Regions from separate parts of the Mus musculus genome. Here region 2 is linked to region 1. The links are chromatin contacts, called in public Hi-C maps. All regions are on one chromosome and are shown on one strand. The core of a region is the stretch at or near the end of the contact, and the rest is flanking DNA. Distances in the headings are between cores, read along the strand shown. Region 1 has its middle 7.8 kb from the start of Gm32684. Region 2 has its middle 27 kb from the start of Gm39914.

Evidence for each region. Hi-C and Micro-C count contacts between places; a contact is called where the count stands out from the background.
Region 2: a Hi-C map of the Ba/F3 cell line shows a contact between it and region 1, with 2.0 times the contacts expected there. The contact joins two enhancer-like sites. A contact is called at or near these places in 1 of 39 promoter capture datasets (pre-B cells), 1 of 484 Hi-C or Micro-C datasets (the Ba/F3 cell line), 1 of 115 datasets of contacts at active chromatin or transcription factors (bone marrow-derived macrophages) and 1 of 9 other capture datasets (adipose tissue).

What each region holds. Positions count from the first base shown.
Region 1 is chr2:118,487,453-118,494,702 of GRCm38.p6, reverse strand. No RefSeq gene overlaps it. Among named protein-coding and RNA genes, the nearest start is that of Gm32684, 7.8 kb to the left of the region's middle. Within about 2 kb of position 4,347, at least 172 of the 459 cell types and tissues checked have an H3K27ac peak or open chromatin away from gene starts, as enhancers often do. A contact at or near this core is called in the Ba/F3 cell line and bone marrow-derived macrophages, where this site is marked.
Region 2 is chr2:118,958,041-118,965,290 of GRCm38.p6, reverse strand. No RefSeq gene overlaps it. Among named protein-coding and RNA genes, the nearest start is that of Gm39914, 27 kb to the left of the region's middle. Within about 2 kb of position 3,545, at least 98 of the 459 cell types and tissues checked have an H3K27ac peak or open chromatin away from gene starts, as enhancers often do. A contact at or near this core is called in the Ba/F3 cell line and bone marrow-derived macrophages, where this site is marked.

The DNA.
Region 1 (7,250 bases), core at 3,098-5,597:
CTGAGGAGCTAGCATGAGTTCTGTTCCCTCCTCCCTTCTTCTTTCAGAAGAATTATGGTTCCTGTGGTCTTTGCCTCCTGCCCCCCCCTTTAGCTCCTACCCCCTCTTAAGCATACCCCAAGGCTTAGAAGACAAAATGTTAGCTCTTTAAATCATCATGGGGACTTGATAGCGGTGCCAAGATTTTTGGTTTTTTGTTTGTTTTGTTTTTTTGCTATAACTGCTGTAGGAATTCAGGGGCTGCCATCCCTAAAGATTCCCTTTTCTGGGCTCCATGGTTTGGAGCACTAGCTGCTCTTCCAGGGGTCCTGAGTTCAATTCTCAGCACCCACATGGCAGCTCACAACCATCTGTAACTGTAGTCCCATGGGATCCTATGCCTTCTTCTGCTGTACAGATAAACGTGCAGACAAAACACTTATATGCACAACACAAAAATAACCAATTTAAAAGATTCCGGGGCTGGTGAGATGGCTCAGTGGGTAAGAGCACCCGACTGCTCTTCCAAAGGTCCAGAGTTCAAATCCCAGCAACCACATGGTGGCTCACAACCATCCGTAATGAGATCTGATGCCCTCTTCTGGTGTGTCTGAAGACAGCTACAGTGTACTTACATATAATAAATAATAAATAAATCTTTAAAAAAAATAAAAAATAAAAGATTCCGATTCAGATTGAAGGACTTGGAGAACAGCTTATGTATGGGGGTGTAGGGGGACTTTCTCTGGACTGTGCTTACTGGCCTTAAGGTAAACACTCTAGAAGACGCTGGAGTGGTGTGACTCCTCTGTGATGAGTCTGGAGCTCCTCACCATGCTCAGACAGGCATTGTCACCTGTTCTCCTGAGAGCCCACTCATTTTCTCCCTAAATCTTTTGTCTTCCCCTCCCTAGAAGAAGCCATATACACTTCTAGATCTTACTTGCTATTGGTCCCTTCCCTCCTGTGAGGAACACATCTACACACACACACACACACACACACACACACACACACACACACACACACACACACACTCATCCAATGCCAGCGTAACTTAATTATTAAATCCTGGGAAGGTAGAGGGCAAGTTCTTTTTCTCCTACACTAACTGGAAAACTTATAATGGACATTTTAAGGAGACACTTAAGGGAGACACAGAGCTGGGAAGGCTGGTGTCTGTCCTTCCCAGCTATTACTGAACCCCACTCTTCTCTGGCCAGTGTGACCCTCCCTCAGATCTCCCCCATTTCCCAGTCCTGTGTGTGTGACTAAGAACATCCAGCATCCGGAAGCCTCCCGGCTCCTCTATACCAAGAGCTTGGAATTTTTCAGTAAAACTACAGCTTGTTCTTTCCTTCCTTCCTTCCTTCCTTCCTTCCTTCCTTCCTTCCTTCCTTCCTTCCTTCCTTCCTTCCTTCCTTCCTTCCTTCCTTCCTTCCTTCCTCTTTCCCTCCCTCCCTCCCTTCTCTCTCTCTCTCTCTCTCTCTCTCTGCCTCTTCCATCTTTCTTTTTAAAAAACAAACAAACAAATAAACAAACAAAGTGTTGCTATATATTTCAGGCTGGGCTTAACGCACAATAGAGCCTAGAGTAGTTTCAAATTCACAATGATCCTCCTGCCTTAGCCTCAAATACTTGGGTCACAGCCCTGTGCTACTATGTGCCCAGGTAGTTCTTTTTTTACTATCGAATTATTTAATTTATCACTGTGTGTGCATGTGTATTATGTGTGTGGGGGGTACGCATGTCATAGCAACCATTTGTGATCAGAGGACAACCTTGCAGAGTCAGTTCTCCTCTTGCACCTTTCCATGGATTCTGAGGATGGAATCCTGGCTGCCAGGCTCAGGTGGCAAGTGCCTTTACCTGTTGGGCTGTCTTGCTGGCCCCCTCCTAATTTACTCTTCTTGAGAGAAATTCTCAAGTCAAGAGGCCCATGTCGGTTTTAGTCTCTGTCTCTCTTTTCTGTTTTATTTTATTTTTGAAGACATGGTCTTGTTCAGCCCAGCCTGAATTTGAACTCATGACATAGCTAAGGCTGACCTTGAATTCCTGATCTTCCTGCTTCTGGCCTCCAAAGTGCTGGAATTATATATGTACTGTCTTCAAGAGTAGTCAGGGCTCATATTATAGATGTGCACCATCATGCTTGCCATATATATATATTTTTTTTTTGAGACAGGATCTCACACTTTATTCTAGGATGTCCTGGTATTCACTGTGCAGCCCAGACCAGCCTCAGACTCAAAGAAATCTTCCTGCCTTAGTGTTCTAAGAGCTGAGATTACAAGTATTGCCAACTCCCCTGATAATCTTTGTCTTTAAGTGACGATATGAAGTTCTGAATTGAGTTTCTTACTTTCTAACTTTCTAAAAAATATGTTAAATTATATAACACATTTGTGTCTATGTGTGTGGTTATATGCATGTGACTGCAGCTGCCTGTGGGGTTCTGGAGGTGTCAGATTCCCTGGAGCTGGAGCTATAGACAGCTGTGAGCCACCTGATGTGATGTGGGTGCGGGGAACTGAACTCAGGTCCTCTGCAAGCGTAGTAATGGCTCTTAAGCCCAAAAGTAGTGAGGGCTCTTAGCCCCTTGAGGCCATTTCTACTCTACATGGACCTTAGCTGGAGTCTTACCCTTAGCTGTCCTAGCTCCAGTCCCTTTGAGCACCCTGAAATAGCTTTAGAACATCCAAGCTGCACAATTTAAAACTGAAAGGGACCCTAGAATCCATCAATTTCCATCTCTCATGTTGTAGAGGAAGAAACAGGAGCCAGACAGGAAGTGACTGGTCCAATATCATGGGACTGATTAATGAGAGTGGAGCTTAGAACTCAGTGTTCAATTCTTTCTCACAGCTGAGCAGCCCCACTCCAGAGGCTGAGGCCTGGAGTCTAGGGCCTACTTTGGAGACATCATTGAAAGTCCCAGGATGAGTTGTTACTGAAGAGACCCTTCCCGTTTTCCAGAGCTAATGTTCTGGGCTTCGTTGCCCCAGTGGACAGTAGCTGGGTCTGGGGTGGGAGGAGGTAGGGGCAGAGAAAAGCTGTGCAGAGCCACGGGCTCTACTGGGCTCTCAGCCTTGGCTCCTGAGGACTTGCCCCCAACAGACCTCGGAGCAGGTGTGAACCCTCTGTCCCCAGAGTTTCTCATAGAACAGTTTGTTCTGTGGGGGGAGGGATGGGGGTGGGGGGGACAGCAGTCAGTGTAGGCGAGTGAGAGACATTAGTAGGACCCTGGAGCCTGATGCAGCTGCTTCCTGTTGTCAGAGCACTTCCTGCAATGGAGAGACTGGTCTCCCTGGCCTTGACACACACACACACACACACACACACACACACACACACACACACACACACGGAAAGTCTCAGTGAAGAAGCTGCTTATGCTCTTAAGACTTACCAGCTCCCTTGGGGAAGCAGGTCCCTGTCCCCAAATGTGCTCACTCAGTCCTGTCTCCTTGCCTAGTGTGAAAGATTTCTTTTGTCTTCTCTGCACCTGACTGTCTTCCATTCTCTGTTTGTCTTCCTCAGGTTCATTCTTCCCGAGGTCTGCACACAGACTCTCTCTCTCTCTTTCTCTCTCTCTCGCTCTCTCTCTCTCTCTCTCTGTGTGTGTGTGTGTGTGTGTGTGTGTGTGTGTGTGTGTGTTCACTGGCTCTCCTTGACCGTGTAGCATGCCAGTGTGGGCCCTGCCTCCCCCTGCCTTGTCTTGTGGTTTGACATTTCACCCAGGTTTGTTCTGTCTCTTCCTGAAGACTGACAGACAGGAGACTCTGGGTCCCTTACCACTACCTCCTTACTTCAAACCAGTCAGAACTGGCCATATAAGTGACCGGTACAATGACTCCTGAGCACACGTTCTGTGTCTCTCTCGGTTCCTGTCTGAATTTAGTCAGCAGAGCCAGTTTGCCTCAGACACTGGCATGTTGAAATGAAGCACTGTGCTCTTCTGTGGAACATGCTGTCTTCCAGGCACTTGGTCTCCTAATGGGAAGCTGACCATGACCTTGTTTCTTGTGGCTCTTGTGGCCCCCTGGCCTTCCAGGCCCCCTCTGACTCAGCATTAGAGTTGCTATGGGAATGACCTGAGCTGACCACTCCACCCTTAAAAGGATCTCTGCTGTGTAAGTGTTTGCAGGTGGTCAGTGAGGGAGGAGGGAGCGAGGTGGCCGAGCATGGCCACCTCCATCCCACTCTGAGGGTCAGCAAATGTTTTCAGCCTCTGAACCTGCAGCAGGGCCTGGCTCGTACTCCCTACCGGGGTGGGGCAGGGGGGGTGGTTAGGAGGGCTGGAGTGGGGGTGGAGAGAGCAGTAACCTGGTACTCTCAACCCGGCACTCTTCCCGCAATTGTGAAATGGCCTTGGACAAGAGCCAAGCAGGAAGCTGCCTCTAATCTGTGGCCTGGCGCCTGGGGTGTGAGGCCTGCAACTTACTCTTCCCCTTCCCAGTGATGGCCGAGGCTGACATGCAAGCCCACCTGCCAGGAGACACCCTTGGGTAATGGAAAGGTGTCTAAGCCTCCATCCTGCCTACTTTAAGAAGGTGGGGATTCGTGGGTAGGAATTACCTGTGACCGAGCTCCCAGTGTCTGCTTTCCCTTCCTTATCCCATTCTGTTTTCTTAAGAATAAGGAGGAAGCTGTGAAAGTGGTCCACAGCTTCAATCCCAGCACTTGGGAGGCAGAGGCAGGTACGGATCTCTTGAGTTTAGAGCCAGCTTGGTCTACAGAGTGAGTTCCAGGACAGCCAGGGCTGCCTAGTGAGACCCTGTCTCAAAACAAAACAAAACAAAATAAAGCAAAACAGACAGAACAAACACAAACCAAGCTAACCAACCTCTGCGCCCCCACCACCACCACCAAAAGAATAACTAGAAGGTCAGACTAGAAAGATCTTCAGGGGCCTTTGCCTTCCTGGTTCCATCTTGTGACTCAACTTGTTCATGATCCATTGACATAACTGCCCCATCAGATGGGTGGTCTGCTTCTGTGTCTGTTTCCCTTGTTCACCTCCCAGAGTGGTAGAGTGGCTCCTTCGTCGATGGAGATTGAGTGATAACAGGAGAGTATCTCTCACTTTGGGAGTTAGGATGCCTGGGGAGGCGATCTCTGCTGGAATCCTCACTGTATTATTTCCTGGTCATTTACTTCCAAGCTGGAAAGTTTAAACTTGGGACACTTAGGCATGGTGTCACACACCTTTAATCTCAGCACTCAAGAGGCAGAGGCAGTTAGATCTCTTGTGAGTTTCAAGCCATCTTATTCTGCATAATGAATTCCAGGACAGCCAGAGCTGTGCAGTAAGACCCTGTCTTGAAAACAAACAAACGAACTTGGTACCCCTAATCATCATAAATAGAGAACTCCGACTCCCACCCACTAACAGTGGAGGGAGAAAAAGGCCAGGAGGGGAACAAGAGCCTTCACATAGCACTCTGGATGGGGCTGCTTGCATAACAACCAGGCATCCCTGGCTTGTCCTCCGTTTCCTTTTGTACAGTGCGTGGTCCACCCTGCAATAGTGCTGCCCCACCCCCACCTCTGCACAAGGCACACGGAACCAGGGGATGTTTATGGGGTGCAGTCTCTGGCATCTGAAGTGCCACATTAAAATCTAGCCTTCACTCAACATTTCGGCAGAGCACTCCTGTAACCCCAGCACTCAGAATGCAGAGGCAGGGGAATGATGTTCAAGACAAGCATGTGTTGAGTCCTTGGAGCTTGACCTGAGGTGGACAGCAAGGGAATGAAGAAAGGACAGACACACAGACATACCATACAGGAAGCTGGGACTGGGTGGACTAGGCTCTTGGATGGAGAAACCACAGCATCCTGGAAGCTGAGTGTTTATTATATAGACTTGAAGAGGAAGGGGGAGTTACCGTATACAGCTGAACAAGGAGAGATGTTAATACAGACAGATAAACAGGGAGGCAAGATTAAGGTATACTGGATCAAGGTTTGGCTAATGTGGTAGGTACAGTCTCTAGGGGAGTATTCTTTAGTCCCTAAACATGGCAGTGTTGGTGGGATAAAGCTATGACAGACATTTCTGTACACTCTGTCTACATCCACACATGGATCAGAAGAGAAGGCTTTTCCGGGTTCCCTCTGAGCCCCACCCTGGCAGGAGATGGAGACTTTGCTGTTTTTCCATGGGTCTGAGGCTATAATCCTTGAGTGGCTAACCCCACGTCAGCATTACTCATTCAGTCAGGGTTTCACTCGGTTTTCCTCTGATCCCTACAAGCATGAGCTACAATAAAAAATTTTTTTAAAAAAGTGGCGGGCGGGGTGTGTGTGAGACATATGATGAATGGGTCAGGTGAGGTAGCTTACAGGCACAGAGGTGAGGTGAGGTAACCGTTTCTGTAGGGGGAGGGGTGGGTCTTGGGAGGACCAATTAGTTGTGCTCTGGGTACTGTTTGAGTAGGAGTGTGTGAGAACACTGACAGCTGGCTTCTCTGGGTTTCGTTTGTGGGATGTCTCTGTACAGGTCTCATTTAACTCACCCTAGTGAGGAAGACCTTCCCATTTCCAGTTGAGATGGAAGTTCTTAGAAATAAAAGTGGCTTTCGTGGGATGGAGAGATCACTTGTCGCTTAAGATCACTCTTAGCTCTTCCAGAAGACCCAGATTCTATTCCCAGCATCTACACAGCAGCTGACAACCATCTGTGACTCCAGTTCTAGGGATCTGATGCCCTCTTCTGGCCTCTGTGGGCGCTGCATGTGTGTTACACAGACTTACCTGCAGGACAAACACTCATAAACACACACAGAAAATTCTTCTTTAAAAAGTGACTTTCTTTTGGAAACACAACTAGAAAGTGCTGTGTGGAGCCTAGAATTTAAGGATTTGATGATTCTGAAGACAGGATTTTCTTTTTCCCTTGGAGTGTAAGGGAGAACAGGGCCTTGGAATGCAGGTCTAGACCCAGAGAGAGGGAAGATGACAGGAAGAGAGTGAGGTACCAGAGCTGGTCAGTTTTCTCTCTTCTTTCCCTTCTGCCATCTTTATGGCCGACTCCGTGGATGTCTGAAAGGCCCAGTCCCTGGTGTGTGTTCCATCCTGGAACCATCCATATACTCTTCCTGACACAGGGACATTATACACCGGGCCCTAAAGGTCCAGTCCCTACTTCCTCTTGGTGTCGTTTAATCCCTTTCTTGGTACTTTAGTGACAGTGGGCACGAAATATTCAAATCTCAGGACTGTTAGGAGGACTCGAAAGAACACAGGGAAGGGCCTAGAAATGAGCC
Region 2 (7,250 bases), core at 2,296-4,795, 470 kb before region 1:
TTGGAAGATTCTATGTATTTGAAAAGCAACATTAAAAATGGCATTTCAAAAGGTCTATGCCTGTAATCCCAGCACTCAGGAGGTAGACGCTGGAGAGTCAGAATTCAAAATAATCCCCAGCTACATAGTAAAGTGGAAACCGGCTTGAGATCAACACGATTCTGTCTCAAAAGAGCCAAAGGGAAGGGGCAGGGATCAGAAACAGTTAAGTCCAAAATGTGAAGACCTGCACCATTTTCCCACATTAAAGCAAACATCGACCCCAGGCAGTGGTGGTGCAATCCTTTAATCCCAGCACTCAGGAGGCAGAGGCAGGAAGATCTCTGTGAGTTCAAGGTCAGCCTGGTCTATACAGTGAGTTCCCGGACAGCCAGGGCTACACAGAAAAACCCTGTCGTGGGGAAAAACAAAAACAAAGACCAAAAATTCCCTCCCAGTGATAAGCAAACAGGCCCTCACTCTGCGTCTGACTCTGGGTGCTTACCTCAGTGGCAAATGGGAGTTTGCTCTGAGTGAAATCACCTTAATAATAATAATAATAATAATAATAATAATAATAATAATAATAATAATAATTCACCTCTCTGGGTCTCTGGAGGACACCACACTGCACCGTAGCGGAAATGTAATTAGTCACACAAGATTGTACATTTGCAGTTATCATGTTAAAAAAAAGTGGAAAAGAAATAGGTGAGATTAATTTCAGGAATGTATTTTACTTTAACAAAAAGACTATTTCTATATATCTAGTGTGAAAAATCAAGATGTTTTACATCCCTTTTGCATACTATTTTCATATTTACATCTTTAGCACCTCTCACTGGGTTTGGACGGTCATAGTCCAAACTCATTAGCTATGACCGGTCTCTGTTACATCAAAATGGTCTTAAAGATTTTGCTGTGTTTCTCTTTAAATCTTTACCAACACTCGGCCATGAATGTCAACACTCGTATTTGACAGAAAACATCCCCCCCCCCAGAAGTAACCCTAAGACACAAAGCTGTAAAGGAAGAGCCAAGCTGAAACCCAACTTTCCTGCCAGTGTTCCCCACCTCCCAGGCAAGTGTACAGGGACAGAGTCAAACAGAGCTGGTTTGGAATCCTGTGTATGACATTTGCTGGCTGGCTTACTTGGAGCACACATTGTCACACTGACTCTCGGTTCCACGGCATGAGAAATGGTGATAATAAGAACCCTGATAGATTATTGCGGGATTGCGTGAGGTAATGCATGCAAAGTGCTCAGCAAGTACCCATCACGGCAAGTGCTCCTCAGAGCGGGATGGGTTATTACCGTGACAACCAGCCATGCTCGCTCCATCTTCCACACAGCTTGCCAAGAGCTTCCCCCCCCCCCCCACTGCAACAAGGTTTATTGTTGATTTGTGACTTTTTACAGAAAACCAGTGACCTGGCTCACTGTTCCGACTCCCAGTACAGTCTTGTCTCCCTCTGCCCATCACTGTTATCTTCTGACACCAGAGTGTGACGACGTGACAAACTGCAAAGCAAGCCTGGAAATGTTTGAAGTCAGACTACATTGTCCCGTTCTGAGGACACCCCCCCCAAGAGCCACCATGCCTCATGGGTTATAGGAATTCCTGCCACTTGGAGATGAGGTCGTCCATCCCTTTGTCCCTCTGAAACCTTCTGAAGCAGAGAATGCAGAAAGTCCCCAAGCAGGAGCTGTGTGTCCTTACAGCCTCCTTGCTGTCTGCCACCAGTATCCTCACTTCTCTGTACTGCTGGTAACATGACCCCTTCCCCCAGTGCCAGGCTCAGTGCCCACAAGCCAGTAACAGAGTGTGTTTTACCACCCTGAAAGAAATACTTTAATAAAATATGCAGCTGGAGTATCAAACCCTCAAGTAGAAAAATTTGGGCACTCCTTTTTGTAGTAACTGTAGTCCTTCAAAGTATTTTATCTTGTGTGCCTTCATGTGATAAATGGGTTTATCGTATGGGTTACCAGAGACAGGTCCGAGAAAGATGGGCACATAATGAATGAATTATAGCTATATGAATCAGTCGCACATTCAGCAAACATCTGCTGAACTCGGATGTGATACCTGCTGATACCACAGCCCAGGGTTAGGAAGAGTGCCGGGCCAAAGGAAACAGACAGACTTGCTGCTTTCCTTGTTTCCTCTAGGGGGATTGCAGCTAGCCATCATACATGGAACTACAGACTGCAGTTAGAGCTACAGAGGAGAGACACTCAGTGATGGTGCTGCGGGGAGACGAGGAAGGCTGTTCTGAGAAACCTTTGAGCAGCAGCGGAGAAACACAACACCTGCGGTGGCCAGAGGTGTAGGGGAGCGATCTCAAAAGGCAGATCAAGTCAGTTATCTTGGGCCTTGAATTAGTTGGCAAATAACACCATTTTTTTCTCTCCAAGTCAAGGTTTCTTTCTCTGTGTAGCCCTGACCTGGAACTCACTCTGTAGGCCAGGCTGTCCTTGAACTCAGAGATCTGTCTGCCTCTGCCTCCTGAGAGTGCTGGGATTAAAAGTGTGCACTACCACCACCTGCCTTTATTTTGTTATTTACTAGCTTCTGTGCATGTGTGTGTTTTGTGTGTGGCATGTGTGTGCAGGGCTGTATGTGTGTGTAGTGTATGTGGCATGTGTGTGTGTGAAGCATGTGTGTATATTTTGTGTGTGACTTGTATATGTGGTATATGGGGGGACTCTGTGTGTGTGTGTGTGTGTGTGTGTGTGTGTGTGTGTGTGTGTGTGTGTGTTATGAGTGTGAAAGACAACTTCTAGGAGCCAGTTCTCTAGGTCTCGATCTCTCTCCCTCCATCCAGGGATTGAACCAGGATCAACAGGCTTGTACAGAAAGCATCTTTACCCACTAAAGCTTAGTGAAAAAGCCATCACATCCTCCTGGAAGCAGCACTGAGACACCTAAGAGGTGTGATCAGGGAGGCAGGGCATGGTTTTTACCCAGTATAGCCACAGCCCTGCCCCCAAGCACAAGCACAAGGATTTCAACAGAATGTGGCCGACAGAGAGGTCAAACAAGAAGCCTAAAGGTGCCCAGCGGATGGAGTGAGTCAGAGGTCATTGGGGACCCAGGGAAAAGATGCTTTGCTGGGAGGCTGGAGTCAAAGGCTGAACAGAGAGTTAAGAAATGGGGACAATGAGTGTAAGCAACTCCTTTTAGAAACTTGGTTATTAGAGCATGCGACTGAGATGTTAAAGCCTCCGCATTATAATTCACTGAAGCAAGTGTCATATTTCAATGGAAGGAAAGCTATCGTTTGTCAATGAAAACCCACATACTAAGGCAGAATTGGTGCCCCTCCCAGAAAAACCCTCTGAGCTCCGATTCTGGAAGGACTGCCGCATATATCAAGGAGGCAACAAGACAAATGCTCTTCATTTTGGGTATGCACCTATAAACCTAAGCAGCATGATCTGTGTGTGCAGATGGTTTGGGAGACAATTACTGATCTGGGGCTTGTTTTAGCCTGCTGATCTACTAGGAGGAAGTGGTAGGAAAGGAGACTAATCACCATGATGGATGCTTGCATCAGACCTTGTGACTCACAGCATGCATCAGCACCCGGGGCTCCTAACACTGCCTGTGACACTTCAAACTGTGCTGAGGCCACCAGAAAGCCAAGAGGCAGAGTCTGCTCTGGAGGCACAGGCATGTGATGCTCAACCTAAGAACTATAAGGGAGGGAGGTGGCTTGGGGGACTGGAACACACACTAATGTCATGGCTTTGACATCCTTTGCCAGAGCAGGCTATGTTGTTAGTCTTAATAGATCTCTAACCTCAGACATTTTGACCCATTTGGAGACCCAGATGTCATTCACTTGGCATGCAACAGAAACCAACACATTTTTTTTTCTTCTGATCTGTGTACATATGCTCAAATTTAACCCTAACTTTTGACATCTAAAACCTTCATTCTGGGGCCTGGGCTGTAGCTTGGTAGAGCACTTACGTAGCATGCCTGAAGTTCTTGGCTCCATCTGTGACATCCTGGGTTGATCCCTAGCACCACAGAATACTATACTGGTGTTCGTATTTATGGAGGCAGGAGGCTACAATTGGAGGGCAGCCTGGGCTAAATGAAACAAACAAACAAACAAACAAACAAACAAAACACTCACACCCACCCACCCACACACTCAGATAAAAATCAGATCCTAGTAAGCTGATACAAATGTTGGAAGGGTAAGGAATATCTTTTTTCTTGTTTGTTTGTTTGTTTTTTTCAGACAGTGTTTCTCCGTGTAGCCCTGGTTATCTTAGAACTCACTCTACAGAGTGAGTAGGTCAGGCCAGGGCCCCAAACTTACAGAGATCCACCGACCTCTATTTCCTGGGTGCTATTAAGGGTAAGTATATCACAATCAGCAGAGATGCTTCAACAAGAGCAAGATCATTGGTGTTTCCTTAAAAGCAACTTTAATCCCAGCTCAAAGGGAGAGGCAGGTGGATCTCTGTGAATTTGAGGCCAACCTGATCTACATATCAAGTTCTAGGGCAGCCAAAACTACATAATGAGACCTTGTCTTAAAACAAGACAAAAGTAAATCTTCACCTTGGACATACTTAAAATGTTCTGCTTCCTACAGCATGTGGCTGTCAGAGAGGGTATTCTGACCTGAGTGTTAGTTGGTGCCTGTTATCTATGCTCAGACATCTGGTGATTGCATCACCCCACTTGTGAGCTCCTCCTTCAACTTACGAAAGACCCCAGGCTCTGGCATACAGCATGGTAACTGCCACTAATAACAAGGATAATGTCCATACATTCTACACATTCTACATTTGAAAGTAGATCTTGTGTTCTTACCGCACACACAAGGTATATGAGAATGGTAAATATGTTAATTAGTTTGATTGTGGTAATAACGTATATTATTATCATGCCACGCTACACATACATATACACGTGAGCACATGCTTTTATGCGGCAGTATCTCGATTTGTAGCAAGCTGGCTTCCAAATCCTGATCATCTTTCTTGCCTCTGCCTCCAAACTGCCAAGGCCACGGTCGTGCACCCCTACCCTGCTATACAAACTTCTATTTGTCAAGGACACCACAGTATAACTGGGGTTAGGAAGATACCAGGGTTTGCATATCTCCGGAGGAGAACAGGGAGTGCAGACCAACAAAGCAGACCGGCCATGTGTGGGATGGAACAGATGACCTGGACTCTGCTGGGAGAGCCGTTCTTTACCTAGGGAAGACAGCAAACTAACCAGGCAAGGGGCTAACCCTGGAGCAGAGTCAGGACCACCTGACCTGAGAATGGGACAATACAAATTACAACCACAAAATTCCCCCACAGGGGTTGCAGAGGGAAAACCCCCTAGCTAAGGAACTGAAGATAAGGTCAGGGGGCAAAAAAAAGGCAAAGGAGTATTTATCCCCAGAGATAGAGGATGTTTCCAGAAACTGCCTGGGCCTAAGGGTCAGAGTGAAAGACCAATGGGGAAGAAAAAAGGGAACACACAGCAGAGGCAAAACCCACGTGTTGGCTTTGGCTCCTGCCTGTGTCTGAGAAGTAGGGAGAGGGAGAGAGCAAGCAAGGGGTGGGGGTGGGGGTGGGGGTGTAGTTCTTCCTGCTCTCTGCCTTGGCTGCTTTGTTAGGGAAGAGCCTCGGGAGCTGATGGTCCTGGGCTCTCCTTGTTGCTAGCTAACCACATACACACACACACACACACACACACCACCTCCAGCGTCTTTGTGAAGACAATTATGTGTTAACATCTTGAGACAATGCACACATTTAACATTATTTTAGGACACTCATTATTTTCCCAGTCAGTCCCACCACGTGGGTTGCCGGACTAGGACTAAGATTCTGTAGATCAGGATCCTTTGGGTTTGACAGCAAATGCCTTCACCCACTGAGCCATCTTGATGGCCTCCTATGGCTTTTTTTATAAAAAAGACAGTATAATCAATCCAGTGTTTAAGAGAGAAGGTCCTGGAGCCAAATGGCCAGGGTTTAAATCCCAGCTCATCCGTTTGCTAGCTTTGCGGCCTTGGGCAGGAGTTACTAAACCGCTGTGGGCTTCACTTTCCTTGTCTATAAAATAGTTGTGATGACTGCATTTGCTTGGCCTCGAACTCAGAAATCTGCCTGCCTCTGCCTCCCAAGTGCTAGGATTAAAGGTGTGCGCCACCACTGCCCAGCACTTGGAGAGTTTTAAATGAAGATGAAGAGAGATTACACACAATAGGCCAGGACCATCCCTGGCGTGTAGTAATACATAAATGTTTCCCATTTCTTACAGGGTTTGAGGGTTTGGCTTTTCATATCTCCCCAGCTCCCTGGGATGGTCTGTTCTAAATCTTTCCTGCAAGTTGGTGGCCCATAAGTCCACAGGCGGGGATGTGGACTGCCCCTGCTTCAGGCTGGATGAGATCAGTAGCTGCCAGGGCTTAGGGTTCAGCTCCACTCACCCCATCCATTTCTGTCCCTCTTTCTTTTCTCTCTTCTCTTTTAGCTGTGCTGGTGATTGGCCTCAGGGCCTCGTGCATGCTCTACCACTGGGCTACACCCTCAGCTCCATCATTTCTATTTTCTTTATTGGTTGGGGTGATATGCTTCATCTTCTACTTGGCTACACAAAGGTAGAACTCAGTAGAAAGCTTGACTCTTTTTCATTTACTTGCTTACAAGCTGTGAAGCCCAAGTGACTGGTCTAATAGTCCTAACCAGTCACTAGCCTGTTTTAATTACAGTTGTCCTGTCTGGCCTTTTCTAGTGGTTCCTAAATTGTCTTCAGGACTTCGGCCAGTAAAATAGTGTGCAGGCTTATTTTGCGCATGGATTACATAAGGGAACAGAAGCAACCTGGGTGTTTTTGGTATTTTGGTTTACCATTCCAAATCAGATCCCCCCTCTTTTTCCCCCTCTCAGCTTCACCTCCCCCAGGAAGAGGCTGAACTCTCTCACAGTGGCATTTGAATTTGTTCTAGCCTTTGTCACAAAGCTTTGACTAAACACAAAGATCATGGTGGGCACAGTACAGAGGAAATCAGATGTCTCCTGGTCCCACCCCCGTGTTTATCCAAACTGTAAACTTTACCAATTTTTCTTTCCAACAGTGACTTTATGGACCTACCTCAGCAACTGTAACTGAGCTGCTATTTGTGGAAGTTCTGATTTCTATGACAGGAAATGGAATCTCAATACCACAATTTGAGTGGTGTACTTCCTTGATGGGACGCTGCTTCTAATATCTTCAAGTGACTGCATAGCAGACAGATG